Linked DNA regions of Mus musculus: all the other regions are linked to region 3. Evidence: chromatin contacts called from public HiCAR-type, Micro-C and promoter capture Hi-C data. All regions are on one chromosome and are shown on one strand. Each heading gives the region's core, a stretch centred on a gene start, on an enhancer-like site or on the middle of the called end of the contact. The rest is flanking DNA. Distances are from core to core; before and after follow the strand shown.

The links. Promoter capture Hi-C pulls out the DNA fragments that hold promoters and counts their contacts. Hi-C and Micro-C count contacts between places; a contact is called where the count stands out from the background. HiCAR-type assays count read pairs that join an accessible place to other places.
Region 1: a promoter capture Hi-C map of hippocampal neurons shows a contact between it and region 3, with 6 times the contacts expected there. The contact joins the enhancer-like site here to the promoter of Zxdc in region 3. A contact is called at or near these places in 2 of 39 promoter capture datasets (cranial neural crest and hippocampal neurons), 2 of 115 datasets of contacts at active chromatin or transcription factors (astrocytes and trophoblast stem cells) and 1 of 9 other capture datasets (embryonic stem cells).
Region 2: a promoter capture Hi-C map of pre-B cells shows a contact between it and region 3, with 2.8 times the contacts expected there. The contact joins the promoter of Abtb1 here to the promoter of Zxdc in region 3. A contact is called at or near these places in 1 of 39 promoter capture datasets (pre-B cells) and 1 of 484 Hi-C or Micro-C datasets (CD4 T cells).
Region 4: a contact with region 3 is called in a HiCAR-type map of astrocytes, with 4 times the contacts expected there. The contact joins the promoter of 4930512J16Rik here to the promoter of Zxdc in region 3. A contact is called at or near these places in 1 of 39 promoter capture datasets (hippocampal neurons), 1 of 484 Hi-C or Micro-C datasets (colorectal tumor organoids) and 2 of 115 datasets of contacts at active chromatin or transcription factors (astrocytes and pancreatic cancer cells).
Region 5: a Micro-C map of embryonic stem cells shows a contact between it and region 3, with 1.8 times the contacts expected there. The contact joins the promoter of Plxna1 here to the promoter of Zxdc in region 3. A contact is called at or near these places in 3 of 39 promoter capture datasets (hippocampal neurons, liver and pre-B cells), 2 of 484 Hi-C or Micro-C datasets (both in embryonic stem cells) and 1 of 115 datasets of contacts at active chromatin or transcription factors (astrocytes).

What each region holds. Positions count from the first base shown.
Region 1 is chr6:88,923,795-88,926,748 of GRCm38.p6, forward strand. No RefSeq gene overlaps it. Among named protein-coding and RNA genes, the nearest start is that of Gm36268, 8.2 kb to the left of the region's middle. Within about 2 kb of position 1,362, at least 227 of the 459 cell types and tissues checked have an H3K27ac peak or open chromatin away from gene starts, as enhancers often do. A contact at or near this core is called in astrocytes, where this site is marked.
Region 2 is chr6:88,840,291-88,843,186 of GRCm38.p6, forward strand. Abtb1 (ankyrin repeat and BTB (POZ) domain containing 1) reads right to left here and starts at 1,645. Exons shown (of 12, transcript NM_030251.3): 1 at 1,479-1,645; 2 at 548-610; 3 at 420-475. The coding sequence starts at 1,534. Podxl2 (podocalyxin-like 2) reads right to left here. Exons shown (of 8, transcript NM_001347327.2): 8 at 2,267-2,686. The coding sequence ends at 2,477. It overlaps Gm15612 (predicted gene 15612), which reads left to right and starts at 2,564. Exons shown (of 3, transcript NR_045880.1): 1 at 2,564-2,806.
Region 3 is chr6:90,367,949-90,370,749 of GRCm38.p6, forward strand. It overlaps Zxdc (ZXD family zinc finger C), which reads left to right and starts at 1,546. Exons shown (of 10, transcript NM_173002.3): 1 at 1,546-2,620. The coding sequence starts at 1,711.
Region 4 is chr6:89,284,351-89,287,336 of GRCm38.p6, forward strand. It overlaps 4930512J16Rik (RIKEN cDNA 4930512J16 gene), which reads right to left and starts at 1,375. Exons shown (of 4, transcript NR_131021.1): 1 at 296-1,375.
Region 5 is chr6:89,360,851-89,363,955 of GRCm38.p6, forward strand. It overlaps Plxna1 (plexin A1), which reads right to left and starts at 1,763. Exons shown (of 32, transcript NM_008881.2): 1 at 1,557-1,763. Gm40415 reads left to right here and starts at 505. Exons shown (of 2, transcript XM_017321867.2): 1 at 505-548; 2 at 735-1,741. The coding sequence starts at 894. The coding sequence ends at 1,328.

The DNA of each region.
Region 1 (2,954 bases), core at 112-2,611, 1.4 Mb before region 3:
AAGAGTAATCTGGTTGACTATCTGATAGTCGTTTTGCTCAGAGAAACTAGGGAGGATCTAATAGCTGCTAATTAGGGAGTCAAATTGCTCTTCTCCCCCCTAGTGTCTTTGTTTATTTGCAGGAACATGAACATCAGAGGGGTGTGCTTACAGTAAGAACCTAGAGAATTTATAATTAACAATAATAGTGATTTTTAACAGTGCCCAGCACCATCCCAGCACTCGAGGGTTAGTGGGGTCTCCTCCTCTGTCTCAGGCTTCTCAGAACCATTGTAGCTGTCCACCTGGTGGCTAGGGAGTTGCCACAGTGTCATTGGCCCAACCATTTCAGTCTTATCCTGCCTTTGGCCAAAGGGAATCTGTGTTTGAGCATAGAACACCCAAGCAGGCTGGAAGGCCAGAGAGTGCAGGGAGAAGGTGAACCTTTTCTTCCAATGGCTCCAACACTTCCAGCCCATGGCAGGCAGTGACACTGATAGGGGACACCCAATCCTCAGGCCCTGCCTGGCCAGTGGGCCTAGTAATGTTCCTGATGGCCAAGGTATCAAGTCAGGCCCATTGGTGAAGAGTTGGCTCATCTTCAGCATCTTCAGTCTTTACTGCCCTGATGCCTTGATCACTGAGCTCTGGATTTTGTTTTTGTTCATTTCTTTGCTCACTATGTTGCACTGGCTTGCCAGGAGTTCCCTTTGTAGACCAGGCTGGCCTGGAACTCAGGCTCCTCTGCTTGAGTCTGGGTAATGCTTCCTAGTGGTGAGATGTTTGTCCCAGGTCTCAGGCCAACTCAACCTCAGAGCAGGAGCAGCTGTGGCTATGGACACACCACCACACCCTGCTTTCCCTGGCTGCCCAGGTCACACAGGAACTCCAGTGAGCTACAGCTCCTCCCACATTTTGCTCAGGGGAAAAAGCTTCCAGGCTGGGGAAAGACTTAGTCTGCTCCCACCCATGAGGCAGGCGCAGACGATGGCTGAGCAATTTTAGAGGGAGGGAGAGAAAGCATACAGAGCCCATTATGCAAAACCACAGGAAAGCTTTGAGGGCACCTCCAGGAACCTCTAGCCTAAAAGAAAATACAAAACACTCAGACACACAGACACAGACACACACAGACACACACAGACACACACACACACACTTCAAAGGATTTTAAAATGTGGCACCAAAAAAAGATAAAAGAAAAAAAAACCACACCCTTTGACCTATAAATTCCATCTCTGGGCACGTGGCCGAGGAGAGAATTAAGGACATGTGCCAAGGCTTAGCTTGAAGGAATGTCCCTGCAGAGCAGCCTGTAATAACAAAATGCTGGCAACAGTCTAGACTCCAGTGAGGGAGTGGTTACATCTGCTTTGGCTAGAAAGCACAATGGCATGCTATTCAGCTCTCAAAGGACTGGCAGGGCTGTTTACCCGGGAAGATAAGCATCATTTATTATTGAGCAAAAAAGAAAAGCAGCTTGCAGAGGGAGGAATGTGTAAAGATTGGCATATCAAGATATCATCTGCTAAAGCAGAGAGCTGGAAGTACCCTTAATGTCCAACAAGAGGGGATTCACTGTGAAGTGACACACAGGCTTTCAGGAGAGCCACAGGGGTTCAAGATACATTCTGATGAAGAAGAGACTCCAGACGGAGTGTAATGGAGAGGTATAACAGGCAGAGCCAAGCTTAGAGTGCATGTGTGTGTGTGTGTCCATCTGTCCTTATGTCCACATCTCTCTATATGCATAAAGAAATCTTGCAAGGATTCAGTGGGCGTGCTTATCTTGGGGGCAGGGTGGGAGCCAGGTGTGGAAAGGGATCCTTTCTACTACAGACCCATTATTCCAAGTTCTGTGTGTCCTCTCTTGCAAAGTCTACATTAAAAACAAAAGACCAGACAGCACAGGCATGCGCAGGAGAGCTCCATACAGAGGGGCCCATCCACAGGGCTGCTGAGCACCTGCTCATTTCCTCCACGCGTTTGTCAGAGCACCTGCATCTGTGAGAGTTCTCAGGGCCTCCTCTGTCTAAGGCCTGTGAGAGGCTAGGCTTAAAGGGCTGGGATACTGTGAGGGAGAGCTTGGCTGTGAGCAGGGCCCCCTGGGGGGGGGGAGGGATCTGCCTCTTTGTTCTTGCTGGCTGCCATGCTAATTTTCTGTTAGGCTACTGAGGCTACTGAGAATCACCCCTGTGACACCCTCCACCAGGAACAGAGTGATTAGGTGTCACAATGCTTCCTATTGAATAGAGACCCTCCCCCTGCCCCCCAGTGTGTCTCTAGGAGACCCATGACCTCTTGGCCTCTTCCCTGCCTGAGGAGACTGATGGGAGGGGAAGGGGCACAAAGGCAGGGGCTTGACAGTGCATGGGACCTGCCTGACTGGATGCCGCTCAAAGCAGGGCTCATGGCCAGACCCTGACTTTGGCCCTGTGTGCAGCAGCCCTCTTCCAGCCTGCTGCTCCCAATCTGCAGTTGCTCATTCATGCAGACATTTACTAAATACCTACTATGTGCCAGTCAGTGCTCTAGGCTCTGGTGGTGTATAGAATAGACAGGGCCCCTGTCCTCTGGGCTGTGTTCTACTAGAAATCACAGATAACAGGCAAATAAATAGCCTGGATGAGAAGGGGGGGGGGTGATGTAAAGAGGCTATTGTTAGCTGGGGAGGCAGTGGAGACTAAGGCCATAAAGGAGAGAAGATACAGGCAGAGTTGCTTCCCAACATACCCAGAATGCCAGTTTAGGCAAAACCAAATGTTAGGACTAAACTACGGAGTCCAGGAAGAGTTAGAGGAGGCTGGTCTTGTCTGTGTGTGCTGGGATAGTCCTCTTTGAAGGAGGACAGGTTACCTGCATTGACTCAGAGTGGAAAGGGAACTGCCAGTGTTATTCAGCACAGTAGTGGACATCCCCAGACTCCTGGCCATGGGTCTTCATGGCGTTTGCTGAAGGCTAGGGTGGCTGGACTC
Region 2 (2,896 bases), core at 395-2,894, 1.5 Mb before region 3:
GGGAGACCCAAGGAAGGCAAAGTGAGAGGAGGTCAGAGTGGGTCTCACAATGTAGCCCTGACTAGCTTTGAACTTAAGATAATCCCTGTCTCGACTTTTCTCTCTCCCAATAATTTAATTGCAGGTGTGGGCAACCATGCCCACGTGCTTTTATCCCAAACACTCCCATCAGCTTTGCTGTGGAAAGATCCTCCTGCCTGCAAATATGGAGATCAGAGAGTCAGTTTAGCAGACCAATGGTGGTACAGTACAGGAGACAGCCCCAGAACTGGCCTGGGTGTCAAGGGTAACGTGAGAAAGTGGATAGAGGGTTAGAGAGTACTATGTGTTGACTTTAGGGAGTTAACAAGAAATCAAGGGTGCATACAAACATGGAGCAAGGTCTCAGAGCTTACAGGCAGACCCTGACCCTCTCTCACCATTAGCCAACAGGTAGCGCACCAACTCCTCATGCCCACAGAGGCAGGCATAGTACCTAGGAAAGGGGGAAGCTGTCAGTAGGGTAGGCCCACCCTGCCCACCCAGCTACCCCACCGCTCACACTCACAAAGGGGTGCTGTCCCACTTATCCCGCACGTTCACCTCCACGTCTCGCTGCTCCAGCAGGTACCTGGGCAGGAAGTTCAAAGCCTGGGTCAGAATTGCTTCTCATCTGGGAGAGAGACAACCAGGAAGGGGAAGGAGGCCACATCTCTCTGGGCTAGGGAATGCCTCTGAGAAGGGTAAGGCCTGGGACTACACAGGTCTGCAAGGGTCTGCAACTGTGAGTTGGGTGATGGCTTCATGGACAGAGGCCAAGCCCCAGGTTCAGAAGGCTGAGAATTTGGTCTTTTAATATCTGGGAGAGAGAAGGTGATGGGGCCCCTAATTCAGCCTGGGGAGCCAATGGCAGGGAAGTCAGAAGAAAGCTGATGCAGGCACTGGGGGCGGGGAAGGAGGGGAACAGAACAGATCTATGGAAGAAGTGGAAAAAACAATTGATAAAATGTTGAGGAGAAGAGGTCATGAACCAGAAAGCGATCACTGGGACATGGCAGCCCAAGGAGGCTATCTGAGGCAAGACCTGAACTCTCAGAGCTGCATTCAAATTGAGGGACGGATCATTAACTCTGAGGTGGCATCTGGTGTCGGAGAGAGCTGCAGCTTGGTCACATCTGTTGAGGACCAGGGGACTTGGAAGGAAGGGCCATGGGAGAAAGGAGTCTATCAAAGAAAAGGGTCAGGATCCTTCTCTTCCCTGCCTGCCCACGGAGATCACGGTCTCGGCGCCAGGCTGGTAACTGGCTGCACCAGCGGCGCCTGCGCCTCTTGGAACCTCCACGGAGAGGAGTCGTTTCCCTGCACCGAGCTAAGTAAGGGACCTAGAGCCCGATCTCCCTGACTCGGTCAGCTTCGGGAGCCCCACGGCGCCCAACCCCACACCCGTGCCCGATAAGCCCTGCGGACGCCTGCCCGCCTCCTGCACTTCAGGTTCTCACCGCACACGGCCCACGTCCCCTTTCCTGCAGCTGGCAAACAAGTCGCTGGTATCCATGGCGAAAGAGACTGGACCCCCGGCCGAGTGATCTCGGGAGTCGTCTGTGCCCGGCCGGATGTAAACACTCACCGCCCCGCCCCTCGCGGCACGGCCTAGCTATGCCCGCCTGCGACTCCGCAGCGGCGCCTGCCGCCCGGAGGACCGTCCGGCCCGAACCCCGCCCTCGCATCCAGAAGGCCGCTCCCCAAGGCCGCACCCAGTAACCTTAACCACGCCCACTTAGCCTCTGGGGACTTCTAGCCTTCACCCCGCCCACCCGTCTAGAGGACAACTCAATTCCCCCAGGTTCCGCCCACTCGCCCGAAGAATAGCTCACTACCAAGACCCCGCCTCCTCAGAAGAGCTTCACCGGAAGAGCAGTTCGCTGCAGGCCCCGCCCACATTTCTTGGGATCCGTTCTGAAAACAGCACCTCCCACAGGCTTGGAACGCTTGTCAGTCCTGAGTCTAGCTCGGTTCAGGTCCCGCACATCAGGCCGAGGCCTCGCCCACCAGGACTTTTCCCAGCCTACTTCAGGCTCAGCCCACCCGGCCTGGTTCCACCCAGATGACCTTATACTCCCTACCCTCCGCCCACATATCCCTAACCACGCCCACAAACTCCATGAAATTCCCAGCCCACCCGTCCTTGGCCACGCCCAGCCAGCCTCCCTTGCCCCACCTACTCCTCCAGGCCCATCCCACCCACTCCCCGGAGTGCAGCCCTCGGAAGGCAAAAAACAGGCGTGGAGGCGGAGCGGCCCGCGCGTCTTAGCGGCTTTAATGGAGTCCTGGCGCGGGGAGCGCGCTGGCCTCGGGCAAGCGCTCGGGGCCGGGCAGGGCGGGGTGGGAGCTGCGCCGCGGTCGCCTGCTGCGGTGGGGAAGCATAGTGGTCCGCGTGGAGGACCGGGAGGGGCGCGGGGCCGTGGCGTCGGGCAGTCTCGCGCCCGTGGCCCGGCGCTCACAGGTGAGTGTCCTCCTCGAACACGTCCGAGTCCTCAGGGTCGCGTTTGCTGCCCATGAGCGCGCTCCAGCTGCTCGGGCCGTTGATGGCCCCACCGTTCAGGCTGGGCTGCTTCTCCTGCATCTCCGACTGGCTGTCGCTGGCCACGTCCAGCGTGGGATTGTCGTGGCAGCCGTTCTCCACGAAGCGCAGCTCCTCACCGTGCGACTGCAGCAGCAGGAGAGAGCGCTAGGCGCGCACAGTGGTTGGCCACGCCAAGCCCCCAGGGTACTACTCCCTTGGGGCCCAGGATACAAGTGCCTGCAACTCAAACCTAAACCTCTGCAGGTAAACCCTGTGACCCCCTTGGTGTCACTTGATCCCTTCCAACAGCGCATTATACATGAGACAGCCCACTCAAAGCATACGAGATAGGGC
Region 3 (2,801 bases), core at 296-2,795:
CAAGGCAGGAACATGGCAGCATCCAGGCAGGCATGGTACAGGTGGAGCAGAGAGTTCTACATCTTCATCTGAAGACTGCTAGCAGAATACTGACTTCCAGGCAGCTAGGAGGAGGGTCTTATAGCCCACACCCACAGTGACACACCTACTCCAATACCTTCTAATAGTGCCACTTCCTGGCTCGAGCATATCCAAACCATCACAGAGTGCATAAGCACATATACAGACAGGTAAGGTTTTTCACAAACAGATGTGCTATTTCTGTGCTCATTTTTTAAATGTATTTTTAATAGAAGCATACAGACGTGTCATTGCTGTCATTTGTTGTCAGTAGCTTTTGTATATCAGATGTGCTGTTCAATCAACACTTTTAATGCCAAAAACTTTTGCTCCTTGGAGAACCCATCCCTATTAGAGGCTAGCCCTAATTCCCCATCTCCCACTAATCTACTGTCTGTATAACTTAGCTCTTCTAGACATTTCATATAAATGGCATTATAGCACATTCTCTTTTGTGGCTGAAATATTTTTCATAGGTTTGGTCATGACATAACTTGCAAAACTCTGTAATTGCTCAAAAATATTCCACTGTATGAATATATATTCATCTGACAATGAACACTTGCATTGTTTCCCCTGGCGAGTTGTTGTAACAAAGATTACTATAAGCATGCAAGTAGTTTTTGTGTAGACATATTTCCATCCCTCTTCAGGGAGACACAGGGGGAGGGAGATACCCTTGCATTTTAAGGGGCAAATTGGTGGGAAATGGGGGTAAACCAGTGTAGGTGCAAATGGCAGGTTGGCAAAGTTTTAATAGTATTTGAACTTTCAGAAGACTAAAGCCTGACCTACAGAAAACAGGCTGGAGGCAGAAAGGACTGGAATGGGTGGGGGCGGGGAGACAGTTGGGTAAAGGTGGAGCGGAAGACAGGTTCCTTAGCTATTTGAGAACCTAGGAGTGAAATAAGTTTGAATTTGAGTGGTGATGACAGGAGTGGTGTGATTCCAGATGAATCCGTATGAGACAAGGGGGATTGTGGAATTCAGGGAACAACCAGCAACTTAGAAGGCAGACATATATCAAGGAAACACGGAATGTCTTTAGTGGTTTAGGTAGGGATCCCATCAGGACCTGCTACAGGGCAAATCAGGTCGGTGGCACAGTAGCAGCAGATAGACGCGCTCTTCGGCGAGGTCATAGAGAGATGACAAGCAAAGTGGAGAGGTTCAAAGCCTGAGTGTCAGTTCTGGATCATGTGGCCACAGGTAAACTTGACTTGTTTCCTTACACTTGGCAATCACAGGTTGAATTAGCTCGTATTTTCAAAGTACAGAGGGCACAGGAACTCTTAAGAAACGCAATCAGTTTTCATTCCTTTGCGCTACCCAGATGCAAAAGTAGGAGCCCAAATCTGAAGACCCTCTTTTTCCAAGTTGGGACTCCAAGCACAAGACAAGTTGGAGGCTCCGCCCCTGCTCCAGCCCCTGGGCTTCCTCGTGACTACAGTCCCGACAGCCCTCGCGCGCCACGCCCACGCCCACGGCTCCTGCGCACGCGCAGCTCGAGATGCGACTCTGGGCTGTAGTCTAAGCTCAGCTTTGACAGAGGCTCCCGGGGGGCGGACCCTAGGTGTCGCGCGCATGCCTGGCAGGGCTGGGCAGCTCTTCTCCGGTGGCTGCGGTTCGGACGCCTCAGCTGGGCCTAAGATGGACCTCCCGGCGGTGCTGGCCGCCCCGGCCACGCGCGGAGACCAACATGGCGGTGGCCCGAGCCGACTTCGCCGCGGCGCGGGGCCGTCCCTCGGTGCCGGTCCCGGGCGCCGTCGCCTGCTGCTGCTGAGGGGCCCGGAAGATGGCGGGCCCGGGCCGCGTCCAGAGGAGGCCCCGGGGCCCAGCCCGCCGCCCCCGGAGGACGGCGGCGACTCCTTCGTGGTACTGCTGGAAGTGCCGCGCGCGGCCGACACCCATGGTCAGGAGGAGGCCGAGCCCGATTCGGGCGCGAGCCCCACGGAACAGGTCCCGGCCGCCGCCCCCGGCGCAGCTCTGGCAGGCACGGTCACCATCCACAACCAGGACCTCCTGGTGCGCTTCGACCGCGGCGTCTTCACGCTGGCTGCGGCGCCCGCGCCAGCCGCCCCGAGCCTGCATCCCGCGACCACCCCGGGCCTGGAGCCCTCGAGCGCTGCTGCGTCCCGCCGCGGGCCGGTGGCCGCTAGCGCTGGCTCCCCGGCCTACCGCTGTCCGGAGCCGCAGTGCGCGCTGAGCTTCGCCAAGAAGCACCAGTTGAAGGTGCACCTGCTGACGCACGGCAGCCTCCAGGGCCGGCGGCCCTTCAAGTGCCCGCTGGATGGCTGCGGCTGGGCCTTCACCACCTCCTACAAGCTCAAACGGCACCTGCAGTCGCATGACAAGCTGCGTCCCTTTAGCTGCCCGGTGGGCGGCTGCGGCAAGAAGTTCACCACCGTCTACAACCTCAAGGCGCACATGAAGGGCCACGAGCAGGAGAGCTTGTTCAAGTGCGAGGTGTGCGCCGAGCGCTTCCCCACACACGCCAAGCTCAACTCCCACCAGCGCAGCCACTTCGAGCCCGAGCGGCCTTACAAGTGTGATTTCCCCGGTAAGCTGGAGACGCGGACCTGCCGGGGCGGGCGGGACCCGGCGGGGTCTGGACCCAAGGGCCAAACTGTCGCTTGTTTGGGCAGGGTTTGCGGAGGTCGGGGTGGAGGCGTTACGCGCCCTGATCTAAATGAGAATAAGGCAAAAACACTCCCGTGTTTGTTTTGAAGTCCCTTTCAGGT
Region 4 (2,986 bases), core at 125-2,624, 1.1 Mb before region 3:
ATAAGACAAGAAAAGTAAATAAAATTTTACAACTAAAACATAGAGTGATTAAATTATCTTTGATAGAATTAATTGAATGACTACTGGAGGTATGGTATTTTATTAAGTTAGCTGCACAAAAATCAACCTATAGTTAAGCTTTAGTATGTATTTGGGGGGGGGGGGCACTTCCAGACCTAGCTTGGTTGGATATTAAAATACTAGGAGTACTATGGAGATTTTCCTGAGAGCCCCGAGTGTTTTCAGCAGCCTCCCTACCAGGCAGAAGCAGATATGGCCTCTCTAGCTCTCTCACCTGTGAGGAGGCTTCATTCTGGGAGTTTCTCACTCCCCAGCCTGAGTCCTCTGAGCCCACTGCCACAGGAATAGAAGGGACGAGGAAGTTCTGCTAAGCCCCGGCAGCATGCATTCCTCTGGACTTGATGGCAGGAGAAGGCCACCTGTGCCACAAGGGTGAGAGCAGATGCTTCTCTGTAAGAAAATCACCTTCTGTAACAACAAAGGAAGGAAAATTAGTCCTGTGCAGAGAAAGAAAGAATTCAGTCCCCATGCAGGCCGTTCTCGTTCCTCTCCTGGTGTGGCATCTCCATTGTCATTGATATCTTCATGGCAGCTCTTCTTCAGGCCTGTCAAATGGAACTCTTTTTGCTAGTAGAACATCTAGTTCTTCTGAAATCCAGTCCCTTGCTCAGGAGCTGCTCTTAGAGAAAACAATTAGTGAACAATGAACGGCTTGTGCCAGCCCCAACTGGATCATACCAGAACAGAACAGCTCAGATTAGATGAAAAACACCAGAATACAGCATATAAGCCCCCTTTAGACCAATCCAGACAAGGCTAGAACTCACCAGAATTAACCAGCCAAGACCAGCTCATATCAGACCAGACCCAGCTAGACCCTACCAGCACAGACCAGACCAAAGAAGAATAAACCAAGCCAAAACAGACTAAACAGAACAGAACAGGTTAGATTTGACTAATCCAGACCAGGCTAGAACATACCAGCACAAGCCAGACCAGACTAACTTAACCAATCCAGACCAAACCAACTACACCAGAATAGTTTAGACTAGATTAGATCAGGGTAGATCACACTACTGTAGGCCAGACTAGACTAGCTTAGACAATACAAGAATAGACCAAACTGGGCCAGGTTAGACCAAACCAGACGATACTAGAGTAGACTAGCCCAGTAAAACTTAGACCAGCCCAGAAGTTAGACCAGAATAGACAAGCCCAGGCCAGCTTAAATGAATATAGGCTAGACCTAGACCAAATTAGACCAGCCCAAACCAAATAAAACTATATCAAGCCAGACCAGATCCCAGCAGTCCAGTCCAGATTAGCTTTGACCAGAACATTCTACTCAGTTCTTGGTCATGTGATGTGGGCTGGGTCCCAAGGGCTGGCTGTATCCTACACACAGCTCACTCCAAAGGTCAGAACAGGTGACTGGAGGTCACAAGTGGATACAATCTGCAAGTTTGTCTGGGCCACCACTGTTGAGCCATTGTTCCTATTTAGACATTAGTCCCCAACAGTGCTCCCCGATACACACACCAGTCTAACCTCTCAGAAAGGAGGGAGGCCTGGAAATGTGACCCCTGGCCCACCCCCTTACACACAGGCCCACCTGGGTGGCAGCATCCACAGATTGCTTCCTTTGAGCCGGGTCCCTGCTGTTCCCGATGTCTGAGAAGTGCTGGTTTCACTGAGATCCCAGCCCCCGCCACGTGCAAGCGAGGCAGGCTTCCTGCTGAAATCAAAAGAGGAAGAGGGACCTGGCGGCTGGCTTTTACCTGCTCATCATTTCAACCCCCCTCTGGGAAGCGTCCCCTTTCCCACTGCAAAGTGAGCACCAATCCAGGTGGAACATAATGAGGGGCGAGAGAGAGAGAGAGAGAGAGAGAGAGAGAGAGAGAGAGAGAGAGAGAGTGTGTGTGTGTGTGTGTGTGTGTAGAGAGAACTGAGACAGGATCAAAGATACCAACCAAGGCTGAGGCCAGGGTGGTGAGGCCTCCCCGCCCACTGCCCTGAGTGCTCCATCTCCTGGGGACATAGTGGCCTCCTCAAACGCATGGGCTGGGTCAAGTTGTGCAGGAGGGCAGGGTCCTCATGTTGGGGACTTCCACAGCGCAACTTTTCTCCTTCAGCTTTGCCTTCATAGTTGGAGAGCAATGGCATGTTTCTCTCATATCCTGCAACCTCCATGATGACAAGAATCTCAGTCTAGGGGCTAGAGAGATGGTTCTGCAGTTAAGAACACTGACTGCTCTTGTAGAAGACCCTGGTTTGGTTCCTGGCACTTACATGGCAGCCTACAGCTGACTGTAACTCCAGTGCCAGGGGATCCAACACCAATACCCTCTTCTGGCCTCCAAGGGCACATGATGCACATACACACAGGCAGATAAATACACACACACACACACACACACACACACACCCTTTCAGCAGGCTGGAGGACATAGTGCCTTTTATCCATCAGCAGACAGATGGGAGGCAAGCTGACACTCACCCTCAGTGGTGTTGCCCAAGGCCCCCAGACTGAGTTTACTCTGAGATGACCTCATTCTGTCTTCTCAGTTTGAGATTTAGTTGCCAGGGCAACAGTGTAAGGGGTGGAGCTTAATGGGCGGTGCTAAGGACAGAGGGTTTCTAGCCTCAGGAAGACAGGATTTTTAACACAGCTGGTTTTGGTGTGCTGTCTTGTCCAAAGCTGGATGAGGCAGAAATAGCTCCCAACCTTGAACTTCCCAGCCTTGAAACCAGGAGAAATGCATTTCTTTTTCTATACATAGCTCTTCCTGCACCAGCAGAGAGAACACACGCCCCTTCATGCAGTCTTCATTCACACTTTACTACCTACACTTTCACTGTCTAAGGGGCAGGTCATGAGAGACACCCACAGACGTTAAACATTCTGGCTGTTACATGTGTGTGTGTGTGTGTGTATGTGCATGTGCACGTGCACATGAGACGAAGT
Region 5 (3,105 bases), core at 513-3,012, 1.0 Mb before region 3:
ATCTCCCTGCCTTGTCACCCTGCCCCACCCTGTGGGAGGTCATAGGAGTTGGTCTCCAACGGTCTACTCTCTACATGGAGGCCCTGGAGTCGTGCTCTCCAGAAAGGGTGCAAGCTTCTAGTCTCCCCTGGGGTCCCACACTCCCGGTCCAGGTGCTCCAAGAGATGTGGCTTTGTCCACCACATCTTGTCTGGTTCCAAACCCAAGAACACATTCCTCAGCCAACACTGACCACACACCCCAAGCCTCCACCCATGCTGTCCTCTGTGCCTTTAGACACCTTCGGTGGGCTCCAAGCTGCCACCTCCCCTCTGCCTGACAGCCTAGCCCTGAAGCAGAGTCCCTGTTTTGCACCTCTGCCTAGGGCACTGGCTGAGTGCTTCCCCGACCCAGCAGACTCTTGGCCAGCCTAATGCAGCACTACCTCCTCCTGCTCACCCCCAACAAGCAATGGAGCTGGAAAACTGGGGGTGCTCTAGGAGGGCTGGAGAAGCACAGGATAGCACCACCCTGATGGGACTGAAGACCCGCAGCACCTGCTGGAAGAGGTAGGTAGCACCAGGAGCCAGAGCCAGAGGTAGGAGCCTGGCAGAGGGGCAGAGGCTCAGTTCGTTCCCATCCCCCCCCAACACACCCCTTTCTTTCAAGGGGCGTGGCCCCAGCACCCCACCGATGAGACTGAGAGGGCTCCGGCCACCTAGTAGCCTCTCTGAAGCCCTCTTGTATCCTTCCAGGGCAGCACCTGGGATCTCTGCAGGCAGAGGGGGCCTCCCAGGAATCTACACTCGCCCTTCCCTACAGCAGCCAGAGTCAGCCCATCACCGCCGCCGTCCTCGCCGTACACCAGGCCTGGGACCGTCCAGGAAGCAAGAGGGGAATCCTCCGGGGAAGGAATGACCCGTGGAGGCCCTGCGCAGGGGGAGGCCGAGGAGGCCCGAGCCGGCGTCCTCTCCGGTGGCACCGCACCGCCCCTTGCAGCCGGGTGGAGGGCCTGCGGGCCTGGGCTGGCTGCGGCGCCCACTCGCGCGCCGGAGCCGGAGGGGGCGGGGGTCCCCACGAAGCCTTGCAACTTCCACCCCACTGCCTCAGGCCGGCCCGAGGCGCAGCCAGGGACCTGCCCCGAATCCCGCGGCCCTGCCCGGGCCTGCCCAGCGCGGCGCTCGCCTGCGGCCCACGTCCCCACCCGCGGCCCGGTCCGACCCGGCGCAACACGGGCCGACATGGGCACCCGCAGGGCCCTTCCCGCGGGGCCACTGCAAACTTTCTCTCCTGCCTGGAGGAAGGGACCGCGACTGCGGCCACAGACATTGCGCCCCCCCGGATCGTAGGGCCCCGGACGTGCTGCGACCCGCCGGGACGCGGCAGCCCATAGCGGAGACCGCGCCCGGACACACGCGGGCGCCCGGCCGGAACCGCAGGACACGCCAGCCGCGGACACGCGCGCCGCAGTCCCCGCGCACACCCCCCTGGCCGCCGCCAGCGCCCCCCGGCCACTCGGGACCCCGGGCCGCGACGAGCCTCCCGCCGCCCGCGGGGAAAGTTGCGCCCCGACTCACCCGCCAACCCCGGGCGCGTCCCGCCGCTGGCCATCGTTGCGCCCCGCCGCTCGCCCCTCTGCGGGGCCGCCCACGCCGCGCAGGCCGCCCAGGCCGAGGCCGCCGCGCCCGGGCTCCGCTCCGCTGCGTGGCTGCGTCGCCGCTGCCCAGCATGAATGGGGCGCTGAGCTCCGCGCGGCTGCGGACCGGCCTCGCTCTCGCCGCCCCGCGGAGCGCCGTGCCGCGCGCATGCGCCGGCCGAAGCCGGGGGGCGGGGCCGGGGGCGGGGGCGGGGGCGGGGCGGGACCCGCGATGGCCTGCAGGGGGCGCTCGGCCCCGCGGCGAGAGCGCGCGCGGCGGGCCCCACCGCTTGCCTTCAAAGGGCGATGGCCACCTCAGCCTTAAAACTCTGGACTGGGGTGGGGGTGGGTGAGGTGGTCCGGGTGGTCCCAGGAGTCGATGCACTCTTTAAGGAGCACAGGCTGGAAGTACAGCTTTCGTGCACGGAAGGGTAAACTGAGTCCGGAGGAAGCACTTGCCCTGGTCCTATTGCTCATCTCTGCCTGCGCAACGATCGCTTAGGTGGGACCGGCACTGCACCCCGCAGGCCCCAGGAGGTGGCGCGTGCCGGGATGCCTAAGCTCAGAGGACGACTGTCCTGTCCGGTACGCGGTCCTGCAGCGGGGCGTGTTAGAACTACCCCAGCAGGATAGAGACCTCGCCGGGTCGATCGCGGGCGCGGGGCTGGCCTGCAGAGCTGGATTGCGCCAGGTCTCGGTCGGGTAGAGAACCTTTCTCAATAAGGTCACCCAGTGCAAGGCATCCAGACCAAAGCAGGCAGCTGTGCGCAGAACAGAACAGAGCAGTCAGAAAAGGTGGTCGTGGGAGGGGCGAAGGCTGACTGGGCACAGCCTGGGGGACCCAGTGCAGCTCATTCGGTAAGGACCATTGTCCGTACTCGTCTCCCAAGCAGTCATCACCCTCTTTCCCTGTGCTCATCCTTGCCTGGTTTTTCTTTGGGTGTGACCGTTTACATTTTGTCTCCCTGAATGACATATTCTTTTGTGTAGCTTGTTTGAGGATGCTATAGAAATGGTGTCCCGCCTTCCTCTCTGATAGGAATGCAGGGTCCTGTGGTCAGTCTTTGCTCTCACTGTGTGGCACAGGCTATTCTGGATAGTTAACCCTCTCTTCTGCTACTGGACTGGAGCCCCCTGCTCTAGACCTTGGTCTTTAGCTTCAACAGACGATGCAAACTTGGTTTTCCCCCAAGTGAAACCCCACCCCTCCACGTGATGGAGAAGTGTCAGCAACAGTGGGAAAGGTAATGGTTTGATTTTGCCAGGCTGAAAGTTGGTGCTGGTTCTTTTTGCTTCTGAATGGCGGTGAGACCCTTCTTCCACAGTTACACTTACCGTCGGACTCCACAGGCACTACATACTGAATGTACAAATCTCTGCTGTGCTGTACAAACCGGGTAGACAGACTGCGCAGGCCCTGTGACCTGCCCAAGCTCCCTCGCTGGTTGGTGGCAGAGCCTGGAGTCTGGCCCAGAGGTGCAGTTCAAACT